Linked DNA regions of Ovis aries: region 2 is linked to region 1. The links are chromatin contacts, called in public Hi-C maps. All regions are on one chromosome and are shown on one strand. Each heading gives the region's core, a stretch centred on a gene start, on an enhancer-like site or on the middle of the called end of the contact. The rest is flanking DNA. Distances are from core to core; before and after follow the strand shown. Region 1 has its middle 16 kb from the start of SASH1. Region 2 overlaps SASH1 (SAM and SH3 domain containing 1).

Evidence for each region. Hi-C and Micro-C count contacts between places; a contact is called where the count stands out from the background.
Region 2: a contact with region 1 is called in a Hi-C map of mixed tissues, with 3 times the contacts expected there. The contact joins two enhancer-like sites. A contact is called at or near these places in 14 of 16 Hi-C or Micro-C datasets (blood, hypothalamus, liver and 7 more).

The regions. Positions count from the first base shown.
Region 1 is chr8:72,595,489-72,602,077 of ARS-UI_Ramb_v3.0, forward strand. No RefSeq gene overlaps it. Among named protein-coding and RNA genes, the nearest start is that of SASH1, 16 kb to the right of the region's middle. Within about 2 kb of position 4,688, at least 8 of the 54 cell types and tissues checked have an H3K27ac peak or open chromatin away from gene starts, as enhancers often do. A contact at or near this core is called in hypothalamus, where this site is marked.
Region 2 is chr8:72,869,705-72,877,131 of ARS-UI_Ramb_v3.0, forward strand. All of the region lies in intron 4 of SASH1 (SAM and SH3 domain containing 1), which reads left to right. Among named protein-coding and RNA genes, the nearest start is that of UST, 240 kb to the right of the region's middle. Within about 2 kb of position 4,112, at least 18 of the 54 cell types and tissues checked have an H3K27ac peak or open chromatin away from gene starts, as enhancers often do. A contact at or near this core is called in hypothalamus, where this site is marked.

The DNA of each region.
Region 1 (6,589 bases), core at 3,438-5,937:
CAGGTAACTTGTTTGGAACCATTTGAGTGAGAGTAAGAATAATTGTGCTTCCTTGGCGGCTCAGCAGTAAGGAATCCACCTGCCAGTGCAGAAGATATGGGTTCAATCCCTGAGTCAGGAAGATCCCCCTGGAGAAGGAATGGCAACCCACTCCAGTATTTTTGCCTGGGAAATCCCATGGACAGAGGAATGTGGTGGGCTGCAGTCCATGGGGTCCCAGAGTCAGGCACAACTTCGTGACTAAACAACAGCAAAGTGTATTTGTAAGTTTAAAGGGTTTGTTAACCATACTGTGCTTTGAAAATAAAAAAGAGCAGGGGGCACTTATTGGCCACTGTAACTGAAAACTCAAGATCTGATCTGGAAGCTGTTTCAAAACATTTTAGTCCTACAGCTCAAACAATGTCATCAGATCCTCCTTCCTCGCTCAGGATTTCCAGCTCTGCCCACAAGAGCTGGCTTCAGACACAGACAGAATCTGTCCACTTAGCATCCCCAGAAGCTCTGGTCTTATTAGCTCACAACTGTAAAAGAAAAGAGATCTTCTCTTTCCCAGCTGCTTCCATAAAAATCCTGAGGTTCATTCTGATTGGCTTAACTTGAGTCACATGATCACTCCTATATTCATTTGCCAGGGCTACCCTGTAACAAAGTATCACAGACTGCAGGGTTTAATGGATAGAAATGTATCCTGTCACAGTTCTGGAGGCCAGAAGTCCAAGATCAAGGTATCCTTAGCTCCTTCAGACAATGGTGAACAAAAATCTGTTCCATCCTCTCTCCCAGCTTCCACTAGCCTTGGCTTATAAATGGTATGTTCCCTGTCCACTCACTATCTTCCCTCTATTGGTGCCTCAGTGTCCGTGCACACTCAGTTGTGTCTGACTTTGCAACCCTATCGACTGTAGCCCACCAGGCTCCTCCGTCCGTGGAATGCTCCAGACAAGAATACAGGAGGTGGTTGCTATTTCCTACTCCAGGGGATCTTCCTGACCCAGGATTGAACCCACGTCTCCTATGTCTCCTGCATTTGGCAAGCAGATTCTTTACCACTGAGCCACCTGGGAAGCCCGTCTGTGTTCACATTTCCCCTTTTTTAGGACTCTAGTCACATTGCCGAAGGTCTTACCCTAACAACCACATTTCAACTTGATTGCCTCTCTCTTGATAAGGTCACATTCTGAAGTACTGGAGGTTAGGACTTCAGCCTCTCTTCTTAGGGGAAATGGTTTAACTTACAAGAGTCCTTAAATCAAACACAGTGATACGACAAAAAGGATTGATTGTCCAGTTCTGGGTCACTTGAGCATCTGGATCTGCGAGCAGCATTGCGTCCATAAACGTAAGTGGCAAGAGAAAGGGCTGATTCTACAGGGAGGATGGATGGTAGGCAGGTGAAAATAATAGTCATAACACTGAGTATCATTAAATAAAAAAAGGCCAAAATCTTATGCATGAGCTTACATATGAACAGCTAAATATATTACCAAATAAGTATATATACAATGATATAATTCAAATGGAATCATAGCATTCAAATTTCTCTCCAGTACCCCATGGGTTATGAAAAATATTCATTTTAGCATCATTCTAATAAAGTGAAATCACATTTGGCTATTTAGATGCCTTATGGGGGAGAGTAAATCTAACTACAAGAAGATAATACTGATGCCACGGTCACATCCATTTCCAAAGGACAAAGATTCTACAATTGGAGCCTCAGCAGGGACGCAGAGTCAGTCTTGGTTGGTGTCTGGCCACGGATGATAGCAGGAAGCACTGGCTGTAGGACAAGGAATATATAACAAGTGTCTTCCCCTTCCTCCTCTCGTGTCATAGCAAACATTAAGGATCAATCAAAACAGTTGTTCCCGTGGAGCTTGGGAGGGCTCAGAATCAAGGTCGCATAGAGGGTGTGTGTGTCTGTGTGGCTGACACATTCAGGAGTGGCGCTGCACACACCTCTGTCCCCACACCTGGTAGCCTTGTACAAAACCTCCTCAGGTCAGGCTCCGAACAGCCTGCAGCACAATCAGAATTGACTCAAGCTTCTTGAGCTTGCCCTCCTGGCCTGAAAGCCTCCACTGGGTTTCTGAGATACCTGTGTCTGCATGCGTGCTAAGTGGCTTTAGTCGTAGCCTGCCAGGCTCCTCTGTCCATGGGATTCTCCAGGCAAGAGGACTGGAGAGGGTTGCCATTCCCTTCTCCAGGGGATCTTCCCGACCCAAAGATCGAACCTGAGTCTCTTACATCTCTATCGCCTCCATTGGCAAGCAGATTCTTTAGCACCAGTGCCACCTGGGAACCCTAGAGAGTTTCCTGACTTGATCTACCCTCTCTGGCCTGCCATCTTTGTTCTGGGTGCTTATTTCTATGCGTGCAAACATGCATGCGCTCCAAATTCACTGTTAAATACTAATGATTTAATATATAGTATGTTCTTGGCTCAGCCCAATGCTTGAATAAATTAGAAACAGTCTTCTTTATGTTAGGCAATACTGCCACATTCTCCTCGTTTCTGAAGGCTCAAGAATGCATTTTTTTTTTTTCTGACAATGCTTCAAGATACAGGCTGGACTTTTGCCAGCTTTCTTGCTATTAGTTCATTTCCTTAATAGCATTGTGGGGAAGAGTCTTTTCAGAATCCAGGGACTCCAGTCTCAACCCCTTCTGTTAACCAAAAAACCCCTGAATAGCTCTCCATACGTTGCTGCCATGATGTTTGATAAATACCTTGCTGATTATTTATACGGTTTTGTCTTTATTTTGACAGGTTGATCACATTAGTCTGTCTTGCAACCAAACATTCATCATAAGCATCTTCTCATAGCTCTCTATCCCTCCGTCAAGTGGTCTAGTGTATTTCTGCCACAGCAAACTTGGGGAAAATGAGACAAAGGAAAGTGCAGTCTAAGACAAAAGCAGACAAAAGCGATTCTGAAGAGCCAGACAAGGGACCGAACTCTATTAGAGGTCCTAGTGAATAGATTTGTACCTTCTATCAGCACCACTCTTGACTGTAAACTGCCTTCTCTACCAGGATCAATAAAGGGCAAGACCTGAAGATGGCAATTATGCTAATTGCAGGTGGCAAGATAAACAGACAGCATCTCGGGGGAGAAAGACATGTTTGTTAAAGAAGGCAAGATGTGGCACCCTTGCTGAGGTTTTTCCTATAATCCAGTTTCTAAGAAATGCCAAATGCATTGGGCTTGGCAGAATGTTACAGCAGGCATTTCTGCACAATATCAAAGGAATAAAAGACTCAGCACCTGCCTTCAAGAAGCACACAGCTTATTAGCTCAGTCACAGCACATAAGCACATGTGCACACGCACACACACAGAAAGGCATTTTCACTGTAAAAACATGTCAAGAACTGAGACCATAAATACCAAGGTACTATCAAGAGGGAGCCTCCCCAGCAGCTCAGTGGTAAAGAATCCACCTGCAATGCAGGAGATGTGGGTTGGATCCCTGGGTTGGGAAGATCCCCTGGAGGAAAAAAATGGCAACCCACTCCAGTATTCTTTCCTGGAAAATCCCATGGACAGAGGAGCCTGGTGGGCTACAATCCATGGGGTTGCAAAGAGTTGGACACGACTGAGCGACTAAATAAAAACAACTGCTATCAAGAGGAGAGGGAGCGAAGTTAGATGGATGAGTCATGGAAAGTCTCTTGTAGGTACCATATTTGGGATGAGGCTTTGGCCAGAGAGGATGAAGGCATCTCAAGATCCTATACTTTGTTCTTGGAAACGGAAGACTCTCTGACACGGAAGCTGCCCAGTTTTCATTATATTACAGTTATGAAAAATGTCTTACTAGAAATGTATAAGCACCTCATGTACGTATAACATCTCCATCAATGTACCATGGACACCATCTTGGAACTAGTAACTAAACCAGGTAACCCAAGTGTGTGTGGGTACCAGTACACTAACCAGTTGAGATTTTTGATTAATTACCCCACCAGGCTGCTGTGAGATTCTGAAGTTTCTTATATACTTTGACCAGTAAAATTTTACATACAATTTTTTGTCATATGAATTATATCTAAGGCTCAAATAATCATAAAGTCAAATAAAACTTAAGCCAAATGCATGAATATTTAGAAAGACGGTTGGAACCTCCTGGCTCTGTAAATATCAAATTTATTTCTTTTAATTCTATCCTAAATCACTAGCTCTAGTTATGGAAGAATCCTTTCCCCAGAAACTAGATGACAGAATAGTAACTAAATTTTGTGTTATTTTTATTTCATGAAAGAGATGTAAGGAATCATAAATACCACATTTGTCCCCCAAATCGTATTTCAGTGCTTAAGGGGAAGTCTGACAGTTCCAGTTAAATGGGTGAGATCTGAAGAATAAGATCCACCATAGGGCACCAGACTGTTCTAAAAAGACTGTACAAACAACACAGTGAGGTTAAGCACTGTCTGCTGGGGAACTGTGAATTCTGGGTGTTAGGTGTTCAGGCGGTGCAGAAAGAGACCTGAACTAAGGCTGTGATAATGAGGAAGTCACTTCCCCTCCAAACACCAACTGAGCTTTCATTGTGCACAGGGGGTGGCGTGAGCAAGGGTAGTGTGACCTGGATGGTCTCCGAGAGCTTTAGAGCTCTGACCATTTCCTAGCAGATGCTATTGATGGAAACAAGGACAGAGGAAACTGCAGTTTGCAGGGTTGCATAACTGCTACCAGCAGGGGGCAGCACTGCTCAGAAAATCACTATTTTTTGCCCTTCGTCATTTAGCAGAACCTGTGGGGGAAAGGGGTTTATCCCTCAGCTCATAGGAGCTCAGTAACATGTAAGTGGGCCAAAGCCAAGGAATGCCCTTGCCCGGAAAGATTACATGTTCCAGGCACCAAGATCTATCCAGCAGGTGTGCTGACAACCCACAGTTCCCATGGACATTTCACTGATGGTATTGCTCAGATCTGACTTGCCTTTTTCCTTTGTCTTCTCTTTATTTCCTACTTGTTTCTTGATGGGGACTAATCATTTTATAAGGAATTTTAAAATTTAAGGAACATTGGGATCTCTTACCAGTCTTTCTCATCCCAAAGTAAAGTCCCCCATTTGAAATGGAGTTTGAGATAGGGCCTCTTCAAGAAGGGCCACCTTATGCCATGAAGCGCAGAGATGAAAACGTTTCAGAGAAAGAAATGACTCCACACACACACACACACACACACACACACACACACACACACACACACACACGCACGCATTAACTGACCAGTGCTGCCCCCTGCAGCTAACAGGAAATGAGCCGGAAACAAGTGAATGTCTTGTTCCCTGAGTCATGTTTTATTTTAATGTTTATTTAAAAATTCAACTTGCTTATGACATAATACTAAATCACATCTTTTAATTAATTTTTAAAGCTCCTATATGTTAGTAAGACTAATGTTAGCCTTATTTTCAAGATAGTTTAAAAATTACTAGGCAACATTTGTCCCATTTAATAAGAATGTGTTACTCTTATAGTAAATTTTAATTCTAATAATACATTCAGCTTTCATTTTACTAAAGTATGTACCCTTGAAATGCTTCATTTAAAATTAGAGACTGTTTTCCATAAAGTAAGAATGTTTGGGGGCTTGAACATTTAAATCTGCTACCTAAAGAATAACAGAGGGGGCTTATCCAGTGGTCCAGAGGTCAAGACTTTGCCCTCCAGTGCATGGGGTGTGAGTTCGATCCCTGGTCTGGGAGGTATGATACCACATGCCTCGCAGCCAAAAAACTGAAGCATAAAACAGAAACAATACTGTAACAAATTAAATAAAGGCATCAAAAAATCCTTAAAAAAAAAAAAAAAGAGGCTGTGGTCTATGTGGTCTAGAGCTTGCTGTCGTAAGAGAACTACTGTCACTTATATGAAAGCACTTTTATCCACTTCTTTCTCTTTTCTTTGTCTTTCCTTACCTTGGGCATTTTTCATATGCAGCAATCATTTTAAGCAGCATTGCATAATGTGAAAAACCTGTGCTTTGAGCTCAGCCATACCAGGATTTAAAACCCAACTTTCCCCCTTATAATCTATTTGACCTTGAACAAGTCATATAACCATTTTGATCCTATTTTGTCTTCTCTGATACAGGGAAACGAATACTATCTATCTTATCAGGTTGTTGTGAGAATTAATTGAGAAAACATGCAAAGCTGTAAAAGGCATGGAGTAATCACTCAATAATGGTAGCTGGGGGACCTTCCTCCCAGAAGCCTGGGGCAGAAAGTCTCCAAGATGTCTGCCATCCACGCCTCCCCGCCGTGTGTTCACATGTGCTCTTTCCATCGAGAGGCAGTCTGATTTTCCTTCTCTGTATCTGGGCTGGAACACAGGTCTCCTGCATTGCAGGCAGATTCTTGGCCATCTGAGACACCAGGGAAGCCCCGTTTGTGACCAGTTTGGCCCATAGAGTACAGTGGCAGAGGCAGTCTGGGTCTCCCAAGGCTGGGTCTTGAGAAGTCTTGAAGCTTCCAAGGCTGCAAGTCTCTTGTCTGCCTGACCTTGTAATGCTTCCTCTCAGTACCCGATGAGTGGGCTGTGAGAAGCCTAAGCCACATGGAGAGGCCAT
Region 2 (7,427 bases), core at 2,862-5,361, 270 kb after region 1:
AGGAGCCTGGCATAGGCATATGTAGTCCATTTTCTTTTGCTTTTATTAGTTGACTAGTAGCCAGCTGCCAGGCTTCCTTGGTGGCTCAGGGGTAAAGAATCCACCTGCAATGCAGGAGCCTTGGGACACTGGTTCGATCCCTGGGTTGGGAAGATCCCCTGGGGGAGGGCATGGCAACGCACTCCAGTATTCTTGCCTGGAGAATCCCATGGACAGAGGAGCCAGGCAGGCTACAGTCCATGGAGTTGCAGAGTTGGACACGACTGAAGCAACTTAGCTCGCAAGCACGCATCTATCTGCCAAGGCTGTGGGCCTGAGAGCAAGGGCACTGTCCAGGGCCTGGGCCCCCAGTCTGTCTGTGACAGTCAGCCCTCCAGCTTCAGCTCCCAGGGACATGGTGGTGAGTTTGAGTCAGGATCTCCGGATTCCTTCTAGCCTGGGCCATTTCTCCCTTTCTGACCAAATGCAAAGCCTGCCCTGTACACACCAACATTGCATGGACTCTGTGTTTGCTGTTGCTAACATCAGCTTTGGTATTACACAGGGTATGAATTTAAGCTCTGCTAGTTCTGGGAGTTAAATTCTCCAAGCCTCAGGTTCCAAATTGATAAAATGTGCAGGATAAAAGCTCTTTCTGAGAGTGGTTGTGCGAAATACCCAGTTCCATGCCTTCCCCAGGTACATGCTGTGTCTCCCCCCGCCCCCACTGCCAGCCACACACACACACACCCTGCGTTAGGGTGGCGCTCTGCACACAGTGTGCCTGTGGTTCCCACCATCCATCACATTAGACGGTGTTGGACACACAGCTTGTGGTGGCCACAGCCACTTACCCTGTGCCCCTCCTACCTGAGCTCTCCTGTCCTTTCAGCGCCCCAGAGATGGGAGGGTAGGGGAAGGGCTGGGAGACAGCCACCGCTTTCACAGAGCCCATGTGCTCACAACGTGCTGAAATATGTGTTTGTGCGGGTGGGTCTGTGCCGCACACGTGTGTGCTCCATTGCGCAGCATATTTGAGGGGCTCAGCATTCCAGAACACAGGGGCTCGGAGCAAAAGCAGCTGTGTCAGAATTCTCCTCCTCAGCTGTTCCCCTCCGAAAACTCTATGGCCCTGAACTCCGTCTGGTGAGCGACCCTCTGGCCGACCGTGCCCAGCTTCAGGCCACGTGCCTGGGCTGCATCCAGCAATTGCCAGGAGGTGTTTACTGTGTGGAAGTGGCCGCTGGTTATTGTCTGTCCTGCAGGACAGGTGACCAGGACACTGGGGCAGGGAGGAGGGTGGGAGAGGAGAGGGCTACCAGTAAATAAATAGCATTCCTATCCTGGCAGGTGGCTAAAGAACCCGCCTGCCAATGCAGGAGGCATAAGAGACGTGGGTACAATCCCTGGGTCAGGAAGATCCCCTGGAGGAGGGCATGGCAACCCACTCCAGTATCCTTGCCTGGAGAATCCCCATGGGCAGAGGAGCCTGGCAGGCCACAGTCTATACGGTGGCAAAGAGTTGGATACAACTGAAGTGACTTGGCACGCATCCTGGCAGGAGCAGGGGAGGACGCAAGCATGCAACTTGTGTGTAAATCCTCTTAACAGAACTGTAATGTAACTGGTAGCTGGCAGTTAAGGAAGCAAGAAAGACTAGATGGCATGGCATCGTCATGGTTATGAACTTTGAGTGAGGCAGAGGTGGAATCCAGACCTGCTGATCCACCAGCGTCACGGGCAGCTCGTAACGGTAGACGCATGTGGGGAGGACCAGCGATGGGCTAGGCGGCAAATGACGTTTAACTGAATAAATGCTTTTCATGTTTCTGCTGTCTGGACACATATTCTCGGCCCTGGGAAGATGAACAGGCTAGGGAAGGTCGCTGTCCTCTGACAACCTGAAGGAGACACGGCGCAGTGAGGTGATACCCTGTGGGTACAGTACATAGGGCCTGGAGGAGGGACGGCCCACCCCTGCAGGGCGGGGTGGGGCTGAGACCCTCATAAATTCCATCAGTCGGGGGTCTGTGAGAGAAGCAGACATTGTAATCACGTTGTTCTAGCATTTTGGACTCACTGTGTCTGCGGGGCCTGGTTCCAGTATTGTGTCCAGTATTGTGGCCTGAAGTCAGCTCAACTGGGGACAGAGGACAGATGGCCACCTACAAGGATGGGCTGAAACCCAGTCATCCTCCAGCATCAGGAAGCTGCAGGAGGAGCTGCTGGCATCCTTCTTGGGAGGGAGACAAGCCACAGGCCAGGACCGGAGACCCTGGGCAGGAATGCGAGTCCTGTGGCCCATCTGCTACCCAGTGACCCAGGGGACACTCTGCCACATGCTTTAGCCCCAGCTCAGGGTCTCCTGCCCTGCACTGGCCCTGAGGCCCAAAGAAAAAACAGCTTCTGCTTCTGCTTTCTGCATCTCACATGAAGCATTGCACTGACCCAGTACCGTGCGGTGAAGGGATTTTGGGGAAACGTGATCCAGCTGAGCTCAGCTGACAGACTACAAGTTCACCGCAGCTCCCTGAGTCCGGCTGGACCCTGCCCTCAGCCTTGTCTAAAAGCTTTCTCCAAACAAAACCTCGCAGAAGGGTAACCCCTGAAGCCTACTGGCCACTTGTTTTATCTTAGTGTATTCCATATTCCTTTCTGAAAATCTCACGGGATTATGGCTTTCCGCATTTTGGAGGATGGAAGGAGGAGATTCCACTCTCTCCTGGGTTAGCCTGGGGGGATCCAAGCACATCCCCATGTCAGAGCTAGCTGGGGAGTTTGCTGAAGACAGACCCTCAGGCCTTGCCCAGCTCCAGTGAATTGGATTCCCCAAATGTGGAACTATGGAGCCTGTCACAAGTTTCCCAGGGGTTCTCAGGCAGCCAGCTTGGGTTTATGAATCTCTGTCCAAACCGGCTTCCCGTCAGTCCAGCGGAAGCTCCGTGCTTCTTCTCCACATCTCGGTCACCAGCGTATTTGGGGTCTGCTTAGAGGATGCTGGTGGGGGTCGGCTGTGGTCGTGGGGTCTCTGGCGGCGCTCTCTGGAGCTTGTGCATCACCGGCAGGTGCTTGTGTGCCACTTCAGATAAAGCTGTGAATCAAAAGGAGGAAGGATGTGAAGCAATCCAAGGGCAGAGTCAGACCAGCTAGCGGAATGACAGAGTACAGCGGGGGAAGCGTCTGCAGCTGCCTAGTGGCTGTGCACGTGGAAGGTACAAGGATGTGACGAAGAGATGAGGAGATTTAAACATGAGATCTGAATGGTGACAAATGCTAACTAGGCTTATTGTGGTGATGCCTTCACAATGTGTACCGACCCTTTTTGACCCCATGGACTGTAGCTCGCCAGGCTCCTCTATCCATGGAATTCTCCAGGCAAGAATACTTGAGTGAGTGGCCCATTCCTTTTTCCAAGGAAATGGATCTTCCTGACCCATATATACAGATATCATATCACTGTGTTGTATATCTGAAACCAATATAAGGTTATATGTCAGTTATGCCTCAGTTAACACAAGTGAGATCTGGAAAGACAGGAAAGCTTAAGTTCCCATTTTCATAGTATTTATAACAAGCCAAAGTTTCTCATCAGCTTTGCTTCCCTGGTGGCTCAGATGGTAAAGAATCTGCAACGCGGGAGACCCGGGTTTGATCCTAGGTGGGGAAGATCCTCTGGAGAAGGGAATGGCAACTCACTCCAGTATTCTTGCCTGGAGAATCCCATGGACAGAGGAGCCTGGCGAGCTATGATCCAGGGGATTACAGAGTCGGACATGGTTGAGTGACACACACACACACACACACACACACACGGTTGAGTCACACACACACACACACACACACACCCCTGAAGGAATTAAAAGTGAAAAAAACAACAACATCAAAAAGGCTATGGTGGCAGCCGCTGTGGAGAGGACCCGGTCCTTTGGGCTGCCAGCCAGGAGAAGTAGGGCAGGCAGGCAACACTCATAGCCCTGTCCGGGGGATGGCTGGTCCCTGTGCATCCAGCACATGATCAGGAGGCCAGAAAGGGCCCTGCATGCCCACAGCTCCTTCAGCTTTAGCCTTCAGAGGCAGCTTCACTGACACGCCTCAGAGCAGCCAACAGAAGAAAGGCTGGCAGCCCCGGCCCCCGCGTCCCTCTCTGGATCCTGATGTCCCAGCGGCCAGTGTGGCCAGCGTGGTTTGAGTGATGGTGAATGGGAGCTGCTATTTGTTTCTACTGAGGAAGTTCTGACCCGCTTCCGGAGCCATCGCCATGGAAACAGACCGAGGAGATCATTCAAAGGAGCCTCTTTTCCGCCTCCTTTCCTCCCATACTCCCTCTCCCCATCCTGAGGCCCTGGCTGGTAGGGGCCAGCTCTTTGTAGCCTGGCTTTCCCTGCTGGTCCGTGCCAATTTGATAAGAATATCAAAGGCCGGTTTTCCTTACCGTGCCAGCCTCTGCTGGGATGAATTGCCCCGTGTGCACCCCGTACCAGGCAGAGTGGCAATCCATTTCCACACCTGCTCCTGAGTGGGGGCCTGTGTCATGCATAGTTATAACCAAATGTCCTTCCACAGGAGCAGGCAGGTGCATGCCTGTTGATCCAGACAGCCTCGAAACTCAACCACATTTCCTTGCAGAAAAGCCTTTCTTGGACCACATACTTATTACACATATGCAGTAAATTTTAAAGGGGGAAATAACCAAAAGGAAGGAATAATTGTGTCCAATTTACAGAATAAATAGCAGCCATTAAAAATGTAAGCAAAGCTATGTATAGTTCTTTTCCTTATTTTATTTAAAAAAAAACTAGCTTTTGTGGTGAAAATAATGTGCTACAATCCTGTTTTATTTTGGTTTTGACAATAATTTAGTAATTCTGAAGGTATAAAGACTTAAATAAAGTGTAAAATATGTCACATTGAGGCCATAAAAGGAAAGCATTACTTTTTACTGGTTATACCACAATGAGAGTGAAGACGAAGTTCAAGATCTTTTTTAAAATTTATCTTTTTATTTATTTTGGCTATGTTGGGTCTTTGCTGCAGTGCACAGGCTTAGTTGTGGTATATGAGATCTTAGTTCCCTAACCAGGATCAAACCTGGGCCCTGTCCATTAGGAGTGTGGAGTCTTATCCTCTGGACCATGAGGGAAGCCCCCCCTTTTCCTTTTGAACAGCTTAATGTGTATGCCTGTTGAGGAAACATCAAAAGTCAGAGCTTGACCTGGGACTGCAGACTCTCTTGTGGCCAAGCCACTAACTTAAATTGCATCTTCAGTGCCAGTGAGTGAGTGAGTGAGTGAAGTCGCTCAGTCGTGTCCAACTCTTTGCGACCCCGTGGACTGTAGCCCACCAAGCTCCTCCGTCCATGGGATTCTCCAAGCAAGAGTACTGGAGTGGGTTGCCATTTCCTTCTCCAGGGGTAATGAGAGAAAATGCACACCGTTTTAGCTTTGGGCTCACAGTATTATGCATCTGGCATTGGATGTGATGTCAGAAGAGCTGAGGTTAAGCCCCAGCTCTGTGACTTATTAATACAATTGGACAAGTCACTTCCATGAGTGCGCCAGGCCTCAGTCTCTCCATCTATATAGTGGGGCTAGTTCTTTTCAGGGTCTGTATGAGCTTGAAATCCAATGAAATGTATATGAATGTGCTTGGTAAACCCACGTCAATGTTTTTTAGAAGTTTGTCATTTTTACTTCTTAACAACCAAGTCTGCAGTGTTGAGGCCAACAGGGGTATATTTATATGTGTGTGTGTGTGTGTGTGTGTGTGTGTGTGTATTTCCCCCTCCCCCTCCCCTAAGGCAAATAATCTAAAGGTAGGTATTCTGAGGAATTATTTTCTGTACTCCTCTATCCTTAGTATGTGACTTTCTTCCTTATAGTAAAATGACAACTGCTTGGGCATTCTGCCCATGTTTCCTGTAGGAACAAGGGGGAGGGCAAAGGGCAAAAGACACGTGAAAACTGAGTCATTTCTTTTCACTGTGAAAACACTAGCTTTCCCAGAAACACCAGGATGTAAAATCCCAGTTATGTCTTCTAGGGCCGTGCTGATACCCGGACTCCATGTGCTCCCAGGGAGTGTGGGTAGCTGCGTAATTTAAGAGGGCACAGTCCCGTGATCACTGGCTTCTTGGTAGTGCTGCCTATCATGTGCAAGCATGTTCTCAATACTGGGCAAGCCACAGTTCACTGAAACCTCTAGAAAGCCCGTATGTTCCATAATATTAGTGTGTCTGTTTTGCATACTCTGAAACTTGGATTTAGTGGGACTAAATGGCTGGTCCAGGGTTGCTAGTTAGTGAACGCTAGAGCTGTCCAAGGCGGTCGGACTCCAGAACCTGCCTTGTGAGCCATTGTGCTGGGCGGCTTCCTGGGTTGTGGTCTCAGGGGAGACATTAGAGATAATATCATTCACAACTAGAGACCAGTGAGCTGCCCAATTCATCTCCATGTTGACATCTTGTTCAATCATTAGTGTTTTTTTTTTTTTTTTCATTCTAAGAAAAACATGAATTGCTTTTGTAAAGTGCAGTTGAGAAGTGGAAGAGAAGCCGTTATGTTCATTTTAACTATGTGAGGGCAGTTAATGTTTAAAACAAAACTCACTTGCTTTGCAGCAGGAAAGACCTAGAACTTCCACATACCTAATAAAATTAGCAGCGGATTGAGGGATAATAGAAATGATTGTGATTAGACATCAAGTTCTGCACCTGGATTGGCTGTGTCTTCCTCTCGAAATTTTTCTGAGTAAGATGCTCCTTTTGAGATATCTTGTGTGGAAGGAAAAGCTCACCTACAGTGATTCTGGTGGCAGTTTCAAAACCAAAGATAACATAAAGAAGGAAAAGTTGAAAGGGCCCAAACCTATAGCTGAAAATTTCAAACTTTTCAAAATACTCTTCTAGCACTTTCCAAGTGTGAGAATTTGATTTGTATGGTAAGAGACCCTCTTCAAATTGAAATTAAAGATTAGGTAATATTCTTGCTTTGAGACAATATCCACACTTAATAAACCTGGAACCCCTGCCATTTCTTTGAAGGAGTTAATATTACATGATTGATGGGTCCAAAGTGCTTCCCATGATTTGCTATTCATCCATACTGAAATCTACTCAAAATCAACATAGAATTGTTTTACTATGCATTGTGCTGAACACAATGAACTAAATTTGTACAGTTGTTACTGCTTAAAATTTGTACGGTTAATTACATAATGTTAATTACATTACGTATGCTAAAAAAAGGATAAATTGTGTTGTTCAGTTGTTGTCGGTTTTTTAAATTTTCAGGGGGAAAATATGAAAAAAATTTTAAAAACTCTATTGGAGGGACTTCTCTGGTGCTCCAGTGGCTGATACTCTGCTCCCAAAGCAGGGGGCCCAGGTTTGACCCCTGGTCAGGGAACTAGATCCCACATGCTTCAGTGACCATCACAGATCCCGCATGCTG